Regions from separate parts of the Zea mays genome. Here all the other regions are linked to region 1. The links are chromatin contacts, called in public Hi-C maps. All regions are on one chromosome and are shown on one strand. The core of a region is the stretch at or near the end of the contact, and the rest is flanking DNA. Distances in the headings are between cores, read along the strand shown. Region 1 holds the start of LOC100275599 (Ribosomal L18p/L5e family protein). Region 2 holds the start of LOC100275326. Region 3 holds the start of LOC103637646 (G2484-1 protein).

Evidence for each region. Hi-C and Micro-C count contacts between places; a contact is called where the count stands out from the background.
Region 2: a contact with region 1 is called in a Hi-C map of endosperm, with 5 times the contacts expected there. The contact joins the promoter of LOC100275326 here to the promoter of LOC100275599 in region 1. A contact is called at or near these places in 6 of 25 Hi-C or Micro-C datasets (ear, endosperm, leaf and 2 more).
Region 3: a contact with region 1 is called in a Hi-C map of leaf, with 10 times the contacts expected there. The contact joins the promoter of LOC103637646 here to the promoter of LOC100275599 in region 1. A contact is called at or near these places in 9 of 25 Hi-C or Micro-C datasets (bundle sheath, ear, endosperm and 4 more).

Annotation. Positions count from the first base shown.
Region 1 is chr1:91,390,260-91,392,823 of Zm-B73-REFERENCE-NAM-5.0, reverse strand. LOC100275599 (Ribosomal L18p/L5e family protein) reads left to right here and starts at 1,277. Exons shown (of 4, transcript NM_001374575.1): 1 at 1,277-1,424; 2 at 2,058-2,140.
Region 2 is chr1:91,896,080-91,898,643 of Zm-B73-REFERENCE-NAM-5.0, reverse strand. LOC100275326 reads left to right here and starts at 1,277. Exons shown (of 2, transcript NM_001327844.1): 1 at 1,277-1,450.
Region 3 is chr1:91,710,257-91,712,820 of Zm-B73-REFERENCE-NAM-5.0, reverse strand. It overlaps LOC103637646 (G2484-1 protein), which reads right to left and starts at 1,295. Exons shown (of 17, transcript XM_008660081.3): 1 at 939-1,295; 2 at 1-177. The coding sequence starts at 167.

The DNA of each region.
Region 1 (2,564 bases), core at 28-2,527:
AACACTTGACAGTTTAACGCACCTTCGAAGTTTAGGCATAATCTAGGGTTTCAAGTAAATGCGAATCGGCAGAGCAATAGGGCGTAATCGTTTGGACTTCCCTTCGTTTGGTAAATATCAAGGTTATTCCGCCGGATGTTCACTCCCATAAAAAAACCCTAAAAGCCACACCAGATCTGTGTACATGTTTGGTGCGGGGAATAGTCCATTGGTGTCACATGTAATGAACTTCGGTTAACTGGAATAGTCGATTGGTGTTGAATTTCATTCATCAAAGGGAGGCGCATGAAGTAGACAAAGTATACAAGATGAAGGGCGTACCTCAAGAACCGAAGATTACGGCCGAAACAACACGAATCGAAGCGTTGATGTCCGGATCTGAGGTAGCCGTCGATGCTCGGAGCCGGAAAGGAAGGAAGCGGTCGCGACAAACCTCGGCGGAAGCGGATTTGAGGCCTCTTCGTCTTCGCTCGCGAACAGACCTGCCTGCTGACCACCTCCACTTCGTCTTCTACACAGCCGACGGGGACCAGCGCAGACGCGACCTTCCCGCGGCAGATCCGCCGCCGCGTCGCCGGAAATCGCCCTTCCACAGACGCGTCAAAAGGGAGAGACGTCGAGCGTGAAGTGTCCGGTGTCTGGCGCGGGCGGCTTCTTCCGTGAGAAGCAGGCGATGGGGAGTGCACAGTGACCCCCTGCATCTGGCGTGAGAGAGAGTAGGGTCGCAGCGGAGGGGAGCGGATAGCGCGCGCCGCTGCGGGATGTAGGGGGAACTGTATCCTCTAAAATGTGAACAGTGCTAGCGGAGGGGGGGAAGGGGGAGCGTTGCAGTCAGTCTAAGGCTATCTGGGTTGTATTTGTCTGGGCGGCACTGGCACCCAAGAATACAATCTGGCAGGCATGGTCACGGCTTCAAAACTGCACGACTGCTATTTTCTTGTTAAAAACGCTGGCACTGGCAAACAGTATTTTTTTTGTTAAAACGCTGGCACTGTCAAAGTGTGTTTTTTTGTTAAAACTCTGGCACTGGCAAACTGGGGCCCGCTGGATAGAAAGGGATAGTAGTAGATCGAATAGTCGCGATTCTGTCCGATCCGGTCGCGGACGATTAGTTTGCCTAGGAATTTTCAGTTTTGGTCTGGCTGGCTGGCCCACTTCGTATTTTTCTTCCCATTTGATTTGGCCCACTGCAGCCCACTAAACCGTCCTGTACGCAGAGCCCATGCACGGTTTTGAGACGAGAGCAGCTCAGCAGCAGAGCGCCAGCCGCCGGACTCCCACGCAGCACGTACGGACGCCATCGAGGAACCCTAACAAGAGCACATCACACGGGGCGACGGTTTGGCGCCGCGCCACCGGCGACTGGCGGCTGGTGCCCCCTCTCGGTCCCCACTCCCCAGCACGGTGACGGCCTGCTGCAGCAGGTGATCTCTGATGTCTGATTCTCTTCTCCAGTTCTCCCCAGTCCCCGTCTCCCCGACTTCCTGTTCAGTGTTCACCGTTGAGTGGCCTGCTGCCCTGCTGTGCTCATGTGATGTGCTCGTTGTGAATTTGTGATCCGATCCGAGCCAGTCCCCACCCAGTTATTAATGAAAATGAGATCCTTGAAGATGATGAAGAATCTGAGGAAGGAAATGCAAATGAATGAGGAAGATGGTTCTGGGCCTTCTAGCTCATTTGGGACTGAAAATGCATTTCAAGTGGATGAAGATTTACTTTAGCTAGTAGATCATTTATCACTTATCAAGTGGATGAAGATTTGCTCATTTGTTTCATGTTTGACTTTGCTGCAGTTGGACTTTGTACTTTTTTGCTGGACAACCTGCAGCAATGCAGTTTTACTAATGTAATGGCTTATTAACCCGTTCCTGTGAGTTTGCAATGGCTGTACTGTTTTTTACTATGTTTTACTTTTACCTATGGTAATGTCTGACAGCCATACAGTGCAGGAGAAAGCAGATGGTACACTTATCCTGTGATTTTTGTTGTGTTCCTAACTTTGCTGGGATTTTTGTTTGATTAATTGATTCCATTGTTTTGTGTGGTTGTTGCTGCAGATGGTAAATTATTTCTCAGACTCAGAGTGCAAGAAAGTTGGTTCGTCCAGGGAAGAGGAATAGAGGTTATGGTTTTGTGTGAGGTGAGATCTTGATACTTCTAAGTTCTAAGTTCTAACTGCAACTTAATTGCTAGATCTGGGCAGTGATTTTCTTGAAACTAGACACTGTTGCATCAAATTATTATGGTTCTCCAATTTCCATAGAGCTTCTAAACTGTGTATATTTTCTTTACTGTTATCTTTAAACTGTCAAACTGCAAAATAATTTAGAATTTAGTAATATATATTATATATAGGCAGCCTGATCGGCTTTTATATGTTTGGACGATTAGGAGGTCTGATCGACCGATCAGAAAGCGATTAATCGGCCTGATCATCCGATTAATCGTTCTGATTGACTTGATCGCTCCTATGGCGATCAGAAACGATCAACTGATCGGAAAACATTGGGAGGCTACAATGGAAAAGTATTTAGTCAAAAGATGTGTCTAAGATTAGTACTGGA
Region 2 (2,564 bases), core at 28-2,527, 510 kb before region 1:
TATATATATATATGTATATATATATATATATATATATGGAGACATGGAGTTGTAGTGCTATATCTCTGGGTTTTATGCTGTACAATGAATGTATATATTGTCTTGCTTTGAAGTGTTCATGGCTATGTAGAATGTATATATTGTCTTGCTTTGAAGTGTTCATGGCTATGTAGACCTTACCTACTTGGCACAGTCGATGAAATAGACCATTTCTTCTTGCGTTCTACATATATTTATGAGCTTATTATTTTTTGTCATTGGCGCACACCTATTTTGGTGTTGACATATTATGAGTTTTATATCTCTAGTGATTTGGTTCTTTTTTTTTGACAGGATTCATGTTGTGTTTCTATTTACTAGCTTCTGATAGTCACATTGTATCTGCTAATGCTCTATTGCTTCTGTCAGGTCATAGGTGCTTATCATTTATTGGAGCTGGTCCATGCAAATCATTTTTTCTCAAAATCCAACGTGGCCAATCATTGGTAGGTCAAGTTAGTTGTATTCATGAAATCTTTTGTTTGTTGTTTCTTTGTTTAAAAACATGCTTTCATACTATTTTCGTGTAGGGGTCACGGGAAATGCTATAGAGAAAACAAGTTAGTTGTCAATTTGAGGATTCTCCGTGACAGGAAATAGAAGTGCTTAAAAAGTTGATTGTAAGTCAGTTGCATAGAAATACGATGCTTACATGAGATAAAAGACATGTAGCGTATGGTGACTTGTGGACATTATTAATGGGATGTAATGGTTATATATTAATGACTATTCGTTTGTGATATTTCCCTAAGATTTGTATAAGTTTGTAATTTATTGTGATAGTCTTAGCATTTAAATGAAGCAATTGACATGATATTATTAAAATCATATTGTATATAAAAGTATGCATGTTACTGATAGTTATAATGTAGTGGTGAAATAGCTAGATTAAAATAACAAAATTTATGTATAGCCATGATCACAAATGAATTATAAAACTTTTTCTTTTGCAATATGCACTCATAACTATAGATGACTTAGATGTACACACGGTGCAGACCCCGATACAAATTGTTTATCCTGGAGAGGACAATACAAATTGATAGGAGCTCTCTAGCCCAATGCCCCAATCGCGAATGAATCACACGCGGGCTAGATGATGATGGCCAGCCCATCGTTTGACCTTATTGGACCAGGTGCTGAAGCACTAGTGCGCACATTTGGGCCTTCAAATCCTGGACGTTCGAGTTAGCGGACCAAAAGCACAATATATTGAAGTAGTAGCTCGGCTCGGCCTACGAGAGCGATGCATGAAGTGTTCGAGTAACATCGAAGGAACCCTAATTCGCTAGGCCAACTTTAAAACCCTAGCCGCCGCTCCCAGCTCCGGAGCTGTCTGTTGCCACCCCGTCCTTGGCTACCGTAGCAGTTCCTATTGAAGAAAAAAACTTCACCGGTGGATTTCGTCTGGGTAATCCCCTTCCCCCTCCTATTTTCGTGGTAAACATCTTGCTATGATATATTTGATTATCGAAGTTTCTAGATCTGTTGCTTGTTGGATTTGTAATGGCGGGCCACTTTTAACTTCAGTTCAATACCGATGTCCATGGCCGACATATTCTGCTGAAAAAACGTAGAAGGTTATGGTTAAGTCTGTATCTCGACTTGGTGGCTAATTAGCCAACCACACACCGCAGCCTCAATGGCAGCACTCCCTGTGTGGATGGTCAGTAAGCCCACCTACATCAACTCGTGTTGTTGTGCCAATCGAAGGAAATACTTTGCCTAGTGGTTCCTTTTCTGACACTTTAACTCACAACTCGGTAATAACCAATAGTTTAGTTTTGACATCAAAAGGCAGAAATTTTCATCGTTAAAAAAAGCGATGCTGTATGGATTATATATTGTTGTTTTGATCTGGTGCAAACCGACTATTCGCTTTGATGTTCCATTGTAATGTCTCTATGTTTTATGTTGAGGTAGCATGCTGACTTCTTATCCAATCGCATATTTCAATAACGATGTCTATGGCCGATATATTCTGCTGAAAAACATAGAAGGTTATGATTAAGTCTGTTTTTGGACTTGGTGGCTAATTAGCCAACCACACACCGCAGCCTCTTTGGTGGCACTCCCTGTGTGGATGGTCAGTAAGCCCACCTACATCAACTCGTGTTGTTGTGCCAATCGAAGGAAATACTTTGCCCACTGGTTCCTTTTCTGACACTTAACTCACAGTGTGGTATGAACCAATAGTTTAGTTTTGACATCAAAAGGCAAGAATTTTTCATCACAAAAAAGAGATGCTGCATGGATTCTATAGTGTTCTTTTGGATCTGGTGCAAACTGACTATTCGTTTTGATGTTCCATTGTAATGTCTCTATGTTTTATCTTGAGGTAGCATGTTGACTTCTTAGCTGGTCGCATATTTTCAGCTGTGCAACTTATTCACCTAGATGTGGTTTTTGCGACTACATCTTGTATAATGAGCTAATTGGTCAATTGCCTAAATTTTTCCTTCAGGTTGTTGCGGACACTGCTTTCATGTTGCATGCTTTGCTTGTACTTCTAGCTTTCTATCTGT
Region 3 (2,564 bases), core at 46-2,545, 320 kb before region 1:
AATGCTTCTGTATCTATCAAATTATCAAATCGAAGATGGCCTTGTAATTGGTCCTCAATATCAAGTTTTGGTAGTGCAAATGGTCGCAAACCTGATGAGAATTTGTTACTGCCTTCACCAGCTAGTTGAAAGTTTTGGCTCTGAAAATCAGTATCATCATGATCCATGGGTGTATGCCTACAAAATACAAGCAAAAAATATCGGAGAACCATATTTATATATAACATAATTCATATATGGGAGCAAAACTACCCAGGCAGATGTGTGAAAATCATTGCACAAAACATGTGTGAGTGTATATCAGTGTATGTGAGAGAGCGAGATAGTATTTTAGGCAGTAGGCAGCATCTCAGACGTCTCTATAAGACTGCCACCTAGTACCCAGTAATGATGATTGTTGCATACCAAATGACCCGCACAAAATTGCAATTCGCACTGAACATATGTGTGGCTGTTTTAAAAACGCCAAAAGTGAAGTGCAAATTCTACATTTTCTAGAGCATTCTCCGTCAACTAAGACCATACCCCCTCCTGGCTGATGAATAGAACATGTGCGGTGCATTTTGACCCCAGGACCATGCGCTCACTAGCACTGAACTCCCAGCAAAACATTACTTGCAAGTAAAGCTTTGGTTTACAGCAGTCGGATTGAACCAAGCCCTCAACCAGTCTGACCGCAAAGCACACGAGGCTACTGAAAATAAAAGGCTCCAAACCCTAATTCCGAGTGCCAAGCTGTAATCCGTAACTACGCCTTCAAAACAACCCGAAAACAAGGTGGCTAAGCTCAAGCGCCACCCATCCCAAACCCTAAACCACCAAGGCACCAAGCTACAGGCGCGCGCCCCGGATGACCCACTACAAGCCTCGCACACTGCGGCACAGAAGCGAGGCACGCCGCGTGAAGAAGAAAAACATAAGGAGGAATGGAGATGTACCGAGAGGGATTCGCTCGCCCTTCTACCACCCTCCATCCGTGAGCGGAGTCGTCGGAACCCTAGATCCTGCAGTGCGGCAGCTGCTGCACATACCCCGGTTGCCCACGCCGGAAACCCTAGCTCCTGCAGCAGCGACGGAGGCGAACCCCAAACGGCGGGGGAGAGGGGTTGCGGCCGGCGACGAACTGCAACTAGCGGGAGCAAGAGCGGAGCAGGGTGGAGACTGGAGGGGTGTGGTTGTCCGTGGTGGCCTGGTGGGGCGGGGTTTTGTGGTCCGGCTGTGCAGGATCCACGCGGCCTGCGTGCCAGGCACACCAGTAAGGCTTGGCTGTTTGGTTCATACTAGTACTAAAACTCAGTACATATCATATCAAACGTTTATTTGATTGATAATTACATATATTAACTATCATATAATTATTGAAAACTATATTATTGAAGACTAAAAGATAAGACAAATTTATTAAATCTAATTAAATTTATATTTAACACTCATAATTAATATTCAAACATTTAATATAACACTAATTAGGTATTTGATTTCTCTAATAAAGGTTAGTTCGTGTCATATTACATGTTTGAATATTAAATGAATATTAAATATATGCTTAATTAGATTTAACAAATTAATCTTGTTTTTTAGTCTTCATCCATGCAATTAGTTTTATAATTAAACTATATTTAATACTCGCAATTGTTATTAAGCAGTCGATACGGCAGTGACTAATGGCGTGTTTGGTTGGTGACCTGGCCTAGGCGTGCCGGCCATGCAGATGCATCCAACTGCCAGGCACTCGAAATCGACGATCTGAGGACGTGTCTGGCCCAGGCAGATTTACCAGGTCCCAAGCAAATAATGCCTTGTTTGGTTATCCCATTACACATAAATTGGATGGGATTGGAAAAAATTAAGAAGAAGTTTGACTTGATTGAGATTTAAACCCACATAATCCTACTCAATCAACATGGATTGAAAGCTAACCGAACAAGCTCTAAGCCCTAAACTTTAGTTGGGTGAAACCAAACACCCGCTTATGCGCTTGCTCTAGATTGTTCCTAGTTAGCTTAAGTGAGTTCAGAAAAAACCCTCAAAACCCATCAGCTCTTGCGCGAGCCGTTGTAATATTGTACCGAGTGGGGCAAGAGTCTTGCGAGACCACACCAGCCGCATTTGTGGTGCGTCCGTCACCGTGTACCGGAGGGAACGACGCCCACGGTGTTTCGGACAGAAGCTTGATAGTGAAGACGGCGGAGAGCGTTTGAGAGGAGGCCTGAAGTGGAGCACCACTTGAGTGTGGAGAAGGTCGTGACTCTCTACGAAGTTACTCAACTAGATGTTTGGCCCTCGCGTTGGCTACCTTTGCATAGGGACACCAGCGAGGATTAGTCGGGACATTGCACGGTTCCGGATACCTCAGTAAAAATATCGACGCGTCCACGGGAGTTTGAAATCTCTACTTTTGCTCTTTAGCTTCTGCATTTACATTGATTACTTAAGTTACAATCTTTTCTATTCTTAGTTTAGAATATAGGATTGGAACTTATGTTGTATAATTCCTTTTGTGGTAGAGATAGTGAGAGCACCTAGAGGGGGGGTGAATAGGTGATCCTGTAACACTTAAAACT